Regions from separate parts of the Sus scrofa genome. Here region 2 is linked to region 1. A link is a contact called in public promoter capture Hi-C data. All regions are on one chromosome and are shown on one strand. The core of a region is the stretch at or near the end of the contact, and the rest is flanking DNA. Distances in the headings are between cores, read along the strand shown.

What was found. Promoter capture Hi-C pulls out the DNA fragments that hold promoters and counts their contacts.
Region 2: a contact with region 1 is called in a promoter capture Hi-C map of fetal skeletal muscle, with 4 times the contacts expected there. The contact joins the promoter of ZYG11B here to the promoter of CPT2 in region 1. A contact is called at or near these places in 2 of 5 promoter capture datasets (fetal liver and fetal skeletal muscle) and 1 of 2 datasets of contacts at active chromatin or transcription factors (alveolar macrophages).

What each region holds. Positions count from the first base shown.
Region 1 is chr6:159,058,698-159,065,232 of Sscrofa11.1, forward strand. CPT2 (carnitine palmitoyltransferase 2) reads right to left here and starts at 2,630. Exons shown (of 5, transcript NM_001246243.1): 1 at 2,016-2,630. The coding sequence starts at 2,167. It also overlaps the pseudogene LOC102164720.
Region 2 is chr6:159,477,198-159,483,781 of Sscrofa11.1, forward strand. ZYG11B (protein zyg-11 homolog B) reads right to left here and starts at 3,420. Exons shown (of 14, transcript XM_021096631.1): 1 at 3,178-3,420. The coding sequence starts at 3,207.

The DNA of each region.
Region 1 (6,535 bases), core at 1,380-3,879:
AAGGAGTCTCACCTAATCCCTCATTTACAGCTGGGGTGCTGCAGGCCCGGGGTGGAGGCGGGGAATGGCAGCAGAGTGTCAAGTTATATCTGGATGAGGAGGGCTACTGTTTGCAGCTCCACAGTGTCTGTGCTGTGGACTGGAGGAAATGATCTCGAATAGTCTTCCTGGCTTTCTAATTCTAAGGAGGAGAAAAGCCCTCCGATCTTAAAGCTGGGTGGGGCCCAGGCCTGTCTGAAAGTTAAAAGCCATCTGCTGCCGAGCTTGGCAAGCGAAGAGAGGCTCAGTCATTCTTCACCTTTCCCCCACATACGGCTCAGCTCAGCCACAGGGGGTCAAGGATTAACTCCCAGCCACAGACACCTTTTCCTTTCTCTTTCCTGTCCTCTTGCCAAATATGAACAGGGGGACTGGGGCTAAATAATCTCATTGTCGTTTGTCTTAGGATGTTAGCACACTGTCATTTCACAAAAATCTCTTCAGATAATAGTCCTGAGAGGGCAGGGATGACACTGGGGTAAGGGGTTCCTGCCTGGAGAGAAAAACAGCAGCCAGGAGCTGGGGGTGACGCTTCTAACAGCCTGTGTTCGAATCACAGCGTAGGGAGAGCTGGGCTCCAGCCCCTGGACTGGGACATCCCTGATGCCAGCTTGGTTTGAAAGGAAGTAAAAGGGTCTTTAGAAAAGAATTGGGAATTCGGCACCAGGAACTAACTGGTGAACAGGTAGAGAAATTTAAAAGTTTAAGCTTGGTTTTAGAGGGTGAAGGAATTGGGGGAAATTTTTTTTTTTTTTTTTTTTTTTTTTTTTGCTTTTTATGGCCGAACCTGTAGCATATGGAGGTTCCCAGGCTAGGGGTTGAATCAGAGCTGCAGCAGCCGGCCTACACCACAGCCACAGCAACACCAGATATGAGCCACATCTGCCACTTGCACCAGAGCTCGCAGCAATGCCAGATCTTTAACCCCCCGGGCAAGGCCAGGGATCAAACCTGCATCCTCATGAATACTAGTCCTGTTCATAACCCTCTGAGCCACAACAGGAACTCCTTGGGGAAATTTCTAATATTGAAAGAGAACTGGCAGTTTAGATTAAGGCCTGTTGTTCAAAGCCTGTGAAAACTGGAAGCTGAATTAAACTACCGGGCGAAGGAAAGAGAGAGGAAGATTTATGGGGGCTGTTTTACAGGGGGAGTAGATTCTGGGAGAAGTATTTCACAAGGTGGAAAGAAAGGGTAGCTTTGATGAGGAGGCACAGAACTGGGGTGGGCTCTGGACCTAATGTGAATAAGATTTGGGGAGGGTTACTGAGGGCAGTGTCTGTAATTCCGTGAGGGTGTGCTGAAGTTGCAGGGGCTAATGTGGGTTAGGGAGGCTCTTTTAGGGGCAGGAAGGTGGGGGAGTGTTGAGGAAGGTTTGATAGCGGTGAAAGGCTTCCAGGTGAAGACTGACTTAGAAGGTTGAAGACTTGGGGGAGGGTAAGGTGAGTCTGGGGGAGACTGGTAGGATGCTAAAATAAACAGGACTGGAGGCACAGCGAGCAGGGCTGAGGGTTACGAGGGCCGGGTGTCCAAAAGGGGGAGTGTTGGGAGAAGTGGAGGGAGAGTAACTATTATGCATCAGGAATTGGCTGCTCCATCGTCTGGGCAGGATTGGGGGGGAGACACCCTAGTTGGAGGAGTAAGGACAGGGCTGGAGATATGCAGGTAGGACATTTTTCTGGGAGAAGTAGGAGGGACAATTAGATATCTGATTGGAAGTTGGCTTCCTGGAGAAGTTCGAGAAGAGTTCAAGAGAGAAAATCTAAGCGAACAGTGGGAGGATTCGGGAAGAGAATTTGAGCGTTCTCAAGTTCCTGTGCCAGGAGAGCCTGAAAGTCACAGGATTTTCAAATTGGAGGATACGGCACCGTCCCAGGTAGAGGTTTGGGGGCAGAAGAGGGTTCAGCAGAACAGTCGTGAGTGAGTGGGGTAAGCTTGGGGCCGCTTCACGGCTGGCGGTGGGCGGCGGGGCTCACCTGGGCAGACTGTCCTGGAAGTGCATAGTGGGCACGATGCTGCGCTGCAGGTACTGACCCGGCTCGAAGCCGGCGCTTAGGGTCCGACAGGGGGCTGCCAGGCCAACAGCAAGGTCCCGGGGCCAGGCGCGCAGCAGCAGACGAGCCATCATCGTCTCGGGTGGCGGCAGCAGCACGAACGCGGCGACCGTGTGGTTTTGGTGTGCAGAGCCCAAGCCGCTGCCCTCAGGTTCCCGGGACGCCGGGTCAGGGACTCAAGTTCGGTTAGGGCAGGTCCACGAGGCCACTTCCGGCCTTAGGGCCCCGCCCACGGAAGGCCCCGCCCCATGGAAAGGCCCCGCCCACGGAAGGGCCCTGCCACTGAGGGCCCGCCCACAGGCCCTCCGCTCAGAGGGGCCCGCCCACTGCGGGGCGAGCCGGCCCGCTGCCGTCTCTGCTCCGTGGCTCCCGCTTCTGCTCCCTAGGCTGCGCGGGAAAAGGAGCTCCCAAGGCACGCCCTTCTCCTCTTCCGAAACAATATTGAAACTGAAGTGGCAGAAAAAGAAAAGGCGAAAAACTTTTCGGAGTCTGATGAATTCGTTCCAGACTCTGTCCTTGGGAGATCGTGGGAAAAATGTTAAACCTGTTTCCTCATCTGAGAAACAGGTTCTAACCATTAAGCCACCTCCCACATTCCTAGTTAGGAAATGCAGTAACGGTGTGTACAGTGGAAACGCGCACCACCCTGTGGGGCTCCGGGTGGCAAAAGGGCTCCTGGGCACAAAAGCCTTTCTGTGCCTCACGTTAATTTTTCTTAGGAAATGGGCCTCGTTCAGCCACCATGACCTTCCCTGAGCTCCTAGGGACAGGTTCAGACAGTTGCTGATCAGGGAAGGAAGGGGATGCAAAGACAAGGGAGGAACAGTCAGGTAACAGTCGTCCAGCCTTGGGGCAGGATCCTGGTTCCCTCCCAAGGAATACACATAATAAGTTAGGCATCTCAGACACCTAAGAGAGAAGTGATAGTCCTTATGCTTCTTTTAGCAATGAATACTTTAAAACGGAACCGCTTCGAGTCCTTCCTTGGCCTTCTCCCTCGCTTAATTGCATCCTAAACACAATCACCTGTAAGCTAAAGATTAGGCACCTTGAGCACAGGTGCCTGTGGGTCAAAGATTCTTGGCACATGATGTTTTTCAGGAACTTTCCTAGTTTGTGGTCATCTCTGATCAGTATTCCCTTTTCGCGAGTACTGTTGTTCTAGGCAGTAACCCAGGAGACCACCCTCTCGATCATACCGAGGTCATCCGACTCCAGCTTTGACGACTAGGATTCCCCCAAAAAAGAAGAGGGCATGTTTGTCCCAATCCCGATTCCTGTCTGGAAACCTGCTTTTCTCCTTTTCACTATAAAACTCCTCCCAATTCTTTCCAGTGGGGGGAACACAGTCTTTAACGTATTAGCCTGCGGTGGCCCCCCTTTGCCCCGCAAAGCAAGAAAGCTCTTTTTTTCTCCTTTACCCCAAATTTCGTCTCTGCATTTTCTTTTCTTTTTTTTTAAAGTAATTCTTTTTTTTTTTTTTTTTTTAATGTCTTTTTGCTATTTTTTGGGCCACTCCTGCAGCACATGGAGGTTCCCAGGCTAGGGGTCGAATCGGAGCTGTAGCCACCGGCCTACGCCAGAGCCACAGCAACGCGGGATCCGAGCCGCATCTGCAACCTACACCACAGCTCACGGCAACGCTGGATTGTTAACCCACTGAGCAAGGGCAGGGACCGAACCCGCAACTTCATGGTTCCTAGTCGGATTCGTTAACCACTGCGCCACGACAGGAACTCCATGTCTCTGCATTTTAATTGGGCACTGGCAGACAGAGGCCGAATGTGGTAACCCAGTGCCTGGCGCTGTGAGCAGTAAATGGTGGTGATGGTTGTCGTTACCAGTCAAGTTTGCCCAGCAGGAGGGTTTTGACGTTTCTGTGATTAGCTCCGCACAGCTGCCCTGCTGGCTCCCCTGAACCAGTATTAGAGAAAATGTGTGCAGAAGCCAGAAACCATGGCGTCTCCCATCCAGCCACCGCTTCTGAGCAGAAAGCCCTTTTAGAGAAGGATCCCTTCTGCGCGACCATCTTTTCACCTTGAATTTTTCCAAGGACTGGAAGCTCTGCCTCTGGCCCTAGGGAGCCTTCCATGCTCAGGGGACCATGTGAGACTGCCCGTCCCCAGATCACCTCCAAGATTCCTTCCAACTCCAGACTCTAAGATTTATAGCCGAAATGCGGCCGCTGTACACAATCTCTAAGATTGTGTTAAAGTCTTGGAGACAGAATTTGGAGGAAGAGAAAGAAGAGCTTTATTGCTTTGCCAGGCAAAGGAGGACACAGTAGGCGAAAGCCTCAAAACTGTGTCCTGTCCTGAGAAAGGATAGCAAGGGGTTTTGTAGGTTTAGCTCGGAAGACAAGGTTCTTGATGAAGGCATCTATGTTATTTTTCATCCATAGATCATTTCAGAGTCGTCAAGGCCAGCACGGGTGCGTCTGGTGATGGTTTCTGGTTGTCCTCAGAGTTATCCTTCCTTGCTTGTCTCTCTGGGATGAAGGTTGCTGACAGGGAAGGGGTGTTAGGGGGTGTTTCAATTACAAAAGAAAACACGAGGTGCAATATTACTAACTAGCAAGTGACTAACTAGCAAGTAACCATTAGTAAAGGTGAAATATTACTAACTAGCAAATTACTAACTAGTAAGTAACCATTAGTAAAAATAGCAATTAAGCAAGGAAGAGATCATTGGTGAAAACCCAGACCCTAAGTGCAACATAACTCTAACTAGAAAGTAAACATTGAAAAAAAAAAAGAAGAAGAAAGGAGTTCCTGTTGTGGCTCAGTGGTTAACGAATCTGACTAGGAACCATGAGGTTGTGGGTTCGATCCCTGGCCTTGCTCAGCGGGTTAAGGATCTGACGTTGCCGAGACCTGTGGTGTAGACTGCAGATGCGGCTCGGATCCTGCATTGCTGTGGCCCTGGCATAGGTTAGTGGCTCGAGTTCCAATTCGACCCGTAGCCTGGGAACCTCCATATGCCGCAGGAGTGGCCCAAGAAATGGCAAAAGAAAAAAAAAAGTAAACATTAGTGATAAGTTAGTGTGTGAAGGCAGGACATAGCAAAATAGAGACTGTTTTAGCTAGTTTTTAGCTGTACCTGTATTTCCTCGTCATGAACGCTTGAGTCAGCCTTTTGTGACTGGCGGGGAGGCCTGGGAGGCTAAAGGAAAGGGCTTTTATTTCAAAACACAAAGATTTAGGGTCTGGTACACGATTTCAAGATTATACAGCGTGAACAGAGATTCATCATCCTTACTCATCACAAAACCATCCCACTGCAATCTCATTCCTGCTTTCAGCTGCAGCTGAAGGATCAAGTAGGCTCTGCTCCCATTTTACAGAAGAAAAAAGAGAGGTACAAGAAACAAAATCGTGCTGTCTGGCATGAGACACAGAATCCCATTCCAGGAACACGGTGTTCCCCCAGCTTCAGCTCTCACTCCTGGCTCTGGGAGTGAGAGGTGGCCCAGGACAGTGGCTCTGTCCCATGGCTGACCAAGCAGAGCCGGAGCTCACGGCAAAGAGCCCTGGACGGACGGTCGAGAGACCTGAGTTTTGGTCTCAGCTCTGCCCTTATCTAATGAGGTGACCCCTAGTTCAACAGGAATATCACTCATCAGCCCACACACGCATTCAGTGACTACAAATCCCTAAGAAAATTTTTTTTTTGGAAAGAAAACCACTTTATTCGAATTCATTCACAAACAATAACATCAGAAAGCATATTTAAGAGGCCACACAAACATCTGCCCAGCCCCAAACTCAACACCACCTCAAAGTGTGAGACTGTGGAAAGACCACGCTCTTCCACGGCAGTTCAGAAACACGAAAGCTCTTAGTGAAAGAGGAGAGGTTTAACTTTGATTTCACACGTATTATCTTCACTATCACATTTTGATGCTAACTAAATCAATTAGGTCATGAGGGATGATTTTTGTGTCTTCAACGGAGCTTTTATTTATTTATTTTTTATTGCTTTTTTGCTTTTTAGAGCCACACCCATGGCATATGGAGGTTCCCAAGCTAGGGGTCCAATCGGAGCTATAGCTGCTGGCCTGCACCACAGACACAGCAACTTGGTATCGGAGCCATGTATGCGACCTACACCACAGCTCATGGCAACGCCAGATCCTTAACCCACTGAGTGAGGCCAGGAATCGAACCCTCAACCTCATGGTTCCTAGTCAGATTTGTTTCCGCTGCACCACGACGGGAACTCCATCAATGGAGCGTCTTGATTAAGCTAATCCATTTGCCCTTCTGCACTGTTTCGGCACCTCGATGAAACTCTCACAAAGCTTAAGGGCACCCTGGTGACCAAAAACTGTTTCACCTCATAGAAGCATGGGCCAATCTCCTGCTGCTGTGCCAGCTGGGGTCCCTGAGGCTCCTGGGGCTCAGCATTTCTTCCTCCACTGAAGCCCCGAGGGATGGCATGAC
Region 2 (6,584 bases), core at 2,170-4,669, 420 kb after region 1:
GTTAAGGATCTGGCGTTGGCATGAGCTGTGGTGTATGTAGGTCACAGGCTTGGATGTGATGTTGAAGTGGCTGTGGCACAGGCCGGCAGCGGTAGCTGTGATTCAACCGCTAGCCTGAGAACCTCCATATGCCCAGCGTGCAGCCCTAAAAAGCCAAAAAAAAAAAAAAAAGCATAGTAGGAAATATAAAATTACACTTGATGTGTAGTCTATGAAAGAGGATTACATAATGGAGGGGTGTTTTAGTTTTAGTTTTTGTTTTAATAGATAGGAGGGCAATTGGGGTTTCCCTGACTTCCTAGAGCTGAGGACTTCAGGACATGCAAAGTTAAGCAGACAAGAGAGAATACCATCACAGGCCATTCATGTGTGCTATTCCTTCCATCTGGTTTTCCACAACACAACTCCTCCACTTTAATCCTTTAGTTTTCTTCCTAAGAGTAAGATCCTCTGGGAAGCCGTCCCTAACTATGCCATACCATTGTCCCGCCATTTTTCCTTTTTAGCATTCTCCACATTTATAATTACTTTTTACTTGATGTCTATATTGTCTGCAGACAAAAGATACAAAAAAGCAGAGACCACATCTGTTTTATTATTTGTAATATCTTCAATGTCAATAGTCAATGGCACTCAAAAGTTGTTAGATGAATAAAAAGGATGCTATCTCAGACCAGTGGTTCTCAAAAGTGTGGTTCACAGATCAGGAGCATCAGGCTGATACGGGTACTTGTTAAAAATGCAAACTCTCAGGCCCTACTCCAAGCCCTAAGAAATCAAACTTTGGAAGTGGCAGACCACAAGCCCTGTACGTAATTCTGATTCATGGTAATGTTTCAGAATCCCTGTCTTAGACATTTCAACTATTCAAAACACAACAATGAAAATTCTGAAAAATATAAAATACAAAGCTTTATAATAATGTTCTGATCTATTTCTTGAATGCCTATTTACATCTATTACATAAGGAAAAATTTTAAAGTAATTTAAAATTACTTAAATTAATAATAAATATAATAATCCTCAACTCATAATAAGCTAATATTTTGCCTTCTCGTCACCTCTCCCATGCATATACATTCACACTGTGTGCATGCATTTTAACAAGTAAGGTAAACTCCAGTTAGTTGGAGGCCAAGTCTAAATCATAATCATGTCTAATGTATCCAGTCTCCTTTCCTACTATACATCCTCATTCCTGTGACCTTCCTGTCACAGAAAGTTAATCCTGTCACCTATAATACACCCTAATTATTTTCTACTCACATTCCCAACAAAGCATTCTTCTCCTTCCCCAAATGATCTATATACATCCTATTCATCTTTCAGGCCCAGCTCAAACGACGCTTTTGCATCCTAAATACCCAGAAAGGAGTTCATAACTTCTCCCTCTGTACTCACACATTCATTCCCACTGGGAAGGCTAACACTTCCAAAAAGCTAGCCACTTAGTGTCTTTGGTGAGGCAGCTCTTTATTCTGAAGAGGAGATCATCGCATCTTACTAAGTTTCCTTTTCTCACCAAAAATAAGATTCTCAAATTCACTCTTTCTGTGTAAGTCCACCAGTGGACTCAAAATTCAGTTTAAGATCTTATTTGTCAGATAGGAAAATGAGACCATAAGGTGAAATCATTCAAGTACCTACTTGGCCTGGGCCCTGGGAATAAGAGAATTAAATAAGGCACAGCTGCTGCCTAGATGAACTCACATTTCAGGAGAAGAAACAGGTTAACAGACAATGACAGTGTGATGGGTTGTGAATGTGAAGGGTTGTTGTAGAGGTAGACGCTGGAGAATGACCACCTAAAAATGCAGAGTCAGTGAGTTAGGGAAAGTTCGCAGATTAAATAACTTTATAATAAACCACTTTCCGAAAAAACAGGGGAAAAAAACAGAAATTGACCAGCCTCCTAGAAGAATATGATTACCAGGACTTAGTTGGAACTAGAATGTCTTATTCCTCCCAGAGACCAAAATCTAGATTGCTGTATATGATGGAGCAATGAGTTCATTAAAGGAACTGCAAACCATGTGTAACCCAACTCAATGAAAATCGCACTGAAGCCTCAACCTATTTTGAAACAGGAAGGAGAGAGGAAATTTGCAAATGTAAGGGTTTCCCAGCTAAAAGCAGAAAGGGCAAAACAAAAGAAGATAATAGAAGGTATTAAAGAGACTGTCATATCTGACTGCCAAACTGATCTGGGTTATTCAGATGCCCTGGTCTCTGCCTCCAAACAAAAACAAACCATTTGTTATGAGTAACAGGAAAGACTGTACATAAATGCTTTCAAATTTCTCAAACGGTACCTTCACATTAAAAGATGCTCAAAATAAAAATACATTCGAAAACACTTTAAGTTATTTCTGCCCAAAGGCGAGATATCTCATAAGACCATAGTATGCAGGGTGGCCCTCACCCCATGCCTCACTCGATCGCTCCAAAACACACTATCACTCAGGTTTTGCAATGACATTAGGAAATAAGGCTTGCAGGCTCTCTCGAAGCACCGCCAAACTCCCCCTTCCCTCTGCAAAAAAAAAAAGAAAAGGAAGAAAAAAGCCTAAGAATCTCTATCTGCCCGCCCTACAGCTCTTGGGAAGCAATCGCCCTCAAATTGTTCCTGTTGAGACCCTTGAATCCCGTAGAAGGAAATGGGGACAGCTGTGAGAGCGGGGAAGCGAGGACATCCGATAAGGGGGAGAGGAAATGTGGATGGTGGAGGACGAAGGGGAGAAAGGAGAGGGCAGTGGAGATAAAATGGTGAAAGGGGGTAAGAAGCGAGAGCAAGGAGCAGGAGCGAAAAAGAGGGAGGAAAAGAAGGGAAGGCGTAGAGATCCCAAAAGAGAGAACAAGGCAAAATGGTACAGAAGAAAAAGAAGGTCGGGTTAAAGGACAAGGAGGGGGCGGCAAAGGGGACCGCGAAAGAGGCTGTCACTGGGGGTGATTTTTAAAAAGGGTGTCACCGGGATGGAGAGAGATTAAGGGGGGGGGGGTTGTCACCACGGCAGGTGGCCGGAGACCAAGGGGAAGGAGGAGTGGGTCACCAAAGGGGAGGTAACAAGGAGGGGAGGTAAAGGCAGGAGCAGAAGGGGCGTCAAAGCTGGGGAGGGGCAGGCCCGCGGGGGCCAGGGTGGCGGGAGGCTGCGGCTCAGGCAGGCCTCGCTCTCTCACCATGGCTGCGCCGGCCTGGTCCTCTGGCATGCAGCCTCTGTCCTGGGTTCGGCGGCGGGCCGGGCCTGAGCCCGCCCCCAGGCTGAGCCGGCGCGGGGGCTCCAGGAGGCTCCGACGAGCGGCGGCTCCGGGCTCGGCCCAGGCCTCGGCCTCCTCGCCTCGGAAGCTGAAAGTGCAGCAGCCGCAGCCGCAGCCCGATCCCGAGCGCAGACTCCGCCCCCGAGGCTCCGCCCTCGCCCGCAAACACAAGCTCGGCCCCGCCTCCTCCCTCACTGCGCAGACTCGGCCCAGGAGCCCTGGCCACGGCCCCCCCACCGCTCCCCAACCTCCCCACCCCCGCCCGCGCGCCCGACCCCTGGCTTCTCCCCTTCTCAGACCCTTAAAAGAGCCACACGTCTTCAAATAACCAGTGCTTTAAAAACTAGAGATTTAAATATACGTCCTACAGAAGACTAGAGCTGCCATTCGTTTGGGTTGCATACAGACCCCTGTGCTTCTGTTCATTGTCGTTCATTTCTATTGTCATGTATTCTATATATTCATATAGAATATTCATATATTCTCTTAGTGATTTCAATTCTTTTAGATGATTCCTCTAGAGACCTAACTTCTCGGGTTCCTCGCCTCTAGGGATCGCCCTTGCCTCAGCCTCTCATTTCCGTGCTTATACTTTAAATCTGAATTTCAGATAACCCCTCTATAATCTCAATTTCAATCATTCAACTCTCCCACCTCAGCCTCCTTCCTCTCAGGCTCACTTCCTCAAATACCCGACTCCAAAAATTCAACTTTACCAAAACTCAACATCCAGTGCTCCTACTACCTTTCCACTATTCTTCACGGTATCCGATTTCCTTTCATGAACAGCTTAGATTCTACTGTCCATCATCCCTCGGTGTTCACTTTCACTTCTCCAGTCCTTCTTTCCTTTCCTTGTACTCACCTGAGGAAACTCTAATCCTACACCTGCAGCCAAACGGGGTAGAAGGGAGAAAAATCCAAAATCATACTGACTGGCCTCCACCTAGCTTGTTATCATTTTCGTCAAAAAAGCCCTTAACGCTTGGCGATCCTACTGCATTTCTCCAGTTCCATACGCTCTCTCACCTCACTACATAACTGTTTTGTATCTCTCCCTTTAAACCTCCAACACTTCTTCCCTGCTCACTGATGATTTCGCTTCCAATTCATGGTGAAAATGAAGCAAACAGGAGAATATAAGGTCCCACCAGTCACCATTACTTCCAACCCACCTATGACTCTGCTCTGCTTCTAACTCTGCTGCTCTACGCTGCCTTCCTCTCCTTACTACAAATGAGCTATTTGCCTTTTAGCTAAGGTCATACCTTCCGCAATTCTCAAACTGCAAAAAGGCTTGGTTTCCGCCCCCAATCAGCCACAAAACTGTTTTTGTAAAGTGCAATAAAAAGTAATTACTAGAAACATTAAATTTAAAAACAGACATACGAAATGCAAGTCCATATAGACGGATATTGATGCTTTTTTTTTTAATCATCCTAATCATTCTTCAGTGTACAGGTCAGTGACATTAAGTACTTTGTTGTGCTCTCGTCACCACCATCCAGTTCCAGAGCTCTCTCTTTTTTTTTTTTTTTTTTTTTTTGCCTTTTCTAGGGCCACACCTGTGGCACACAGAGGGTCCCAGGCTAGGGGTCCAATTGGAGCTATAGCCACTGGCCCACGCCAAAGCCACAGCAACTCGGGGTCCCAGCTGCGTCTTTGACCTACACCACAGCTCACGGCAACTCCAGATCCTCAACCCACTGAGCGAGGCCAGGGATTGAACCTGCAACCTCATGGTTCCCAGATTCGTTAACCACTGAGCCACGACGGGAACTCCCCCAGAGCTCTTTTCATCCTGCAAAACCAAAACTCTGTACCCACTAAACAATAACTCCTCATTTCCTGCCCCCCAGCCCCTGACAACCGCCATTTTACTTTTTGTCTTTATGAATTTGACTATTCTGGGTTAGTTAGTTTGTTTGTTTTCTTTTGTTTTGTTTTTGCCACCCCCACAGCAAGTGGAAGTTCCGTGGGCTAGAGATCAAATCTGAGCCACCACTGTGACAACACTGGATCCTTGACTTGCTGAGCCACCAAAAAACTCCCAGATCTTTTATTGTTAGATCCGATAGACATAAAATTTTTCCGCCAAATTGCTATAAGTGTTTCTAAATATTTACTCTCAATTTCTGTTACAAACTGGTGGCCAGATTTGTGGACCATCACTAGTATACAGATCACATTTTGAGTAACACAGTGCAAGATCCTGTACTGTTTCACTTTCTCAAAGACGTCTCTCCAGCGATTCTCCCACTCTTGTACATCACGATTTTTTTCTTTCCCAACAGCTTACCAGCATGAATTTATTTCTTCCATCCTAACAAAACCTCTCTTGACTGAGCTTGACTATCCACCTACTACCTCATTTCTCTGCTCCTTTTTTTTTTTCTACAGCAAAATGTCTCAAAAAGTGGCCTGTACTGTGCTTGATATTTTTACTTCCTTTTTCCCATTTTCTGTGGGACCCTGTCCAGGTGAGCTTTCACCTCCACCACTCCACTGAAATGTTCTTGTCAAGGTCACCAGTGACGTCTATTTACTAACTATGATCAATTCTCAGTGTTACTTGACCTACCAAGAGCACTAGACACAGCTGATCAATGCCTCTTCCTTGCCCAGCATGACACTGCCCTCCCCTGATTCTTCTTCTCACTGGCTGCTCTTGTTTTCTCCACATTTCTCCGACCTCAAAATACTGCAGTGCCCCAGGGCCCAATACTTTGACCTCTTACCTTTTCCATTTATACTCACTCCTTGATGAGCTCATATCCTATCATATTGCTTTAAATATGGTCTATAGCGTGACAGTCTCCCAAATTAAACCTCTATTCCAGACCTCTTTTCTGTATTTCAGACTTATATATCCAAATTGTAAACATCCCCTTTTATATGTCTAATCGATTTTTTTTTATCCCTAATAGCCATTCAGTAGACTTTCCCTCAAGTCTACTGGCTGTGAATAAACCAACAAATAGCATTAGACACTAATATTGCTTAGACCAATCATGATTTACATTCTATATCTGATCTGGGAATCACCTTCCCTGAGGACCTGGTGGTAGTATCGGAAAATCACCATAAAAAAATCAGGACTCTGCCATCAAGAAAGAATGGGGCCACAGTTGACCTGCAATCAATGAAACAGAATAGAAATTCCAAAAATACATCTAAAAAGGAGTTCTCTAGTAGCCTAAAGGGTTAAGGATCCAACATCATCACTGCTATGGTGCAGGTTCAGTCCCTGGCCTGGGAACTTCCACATGCCATGGGCTTGGCCAAAAATAAAATAATAAAATAAAGTTCAGAACAAAACTTAAATGCCA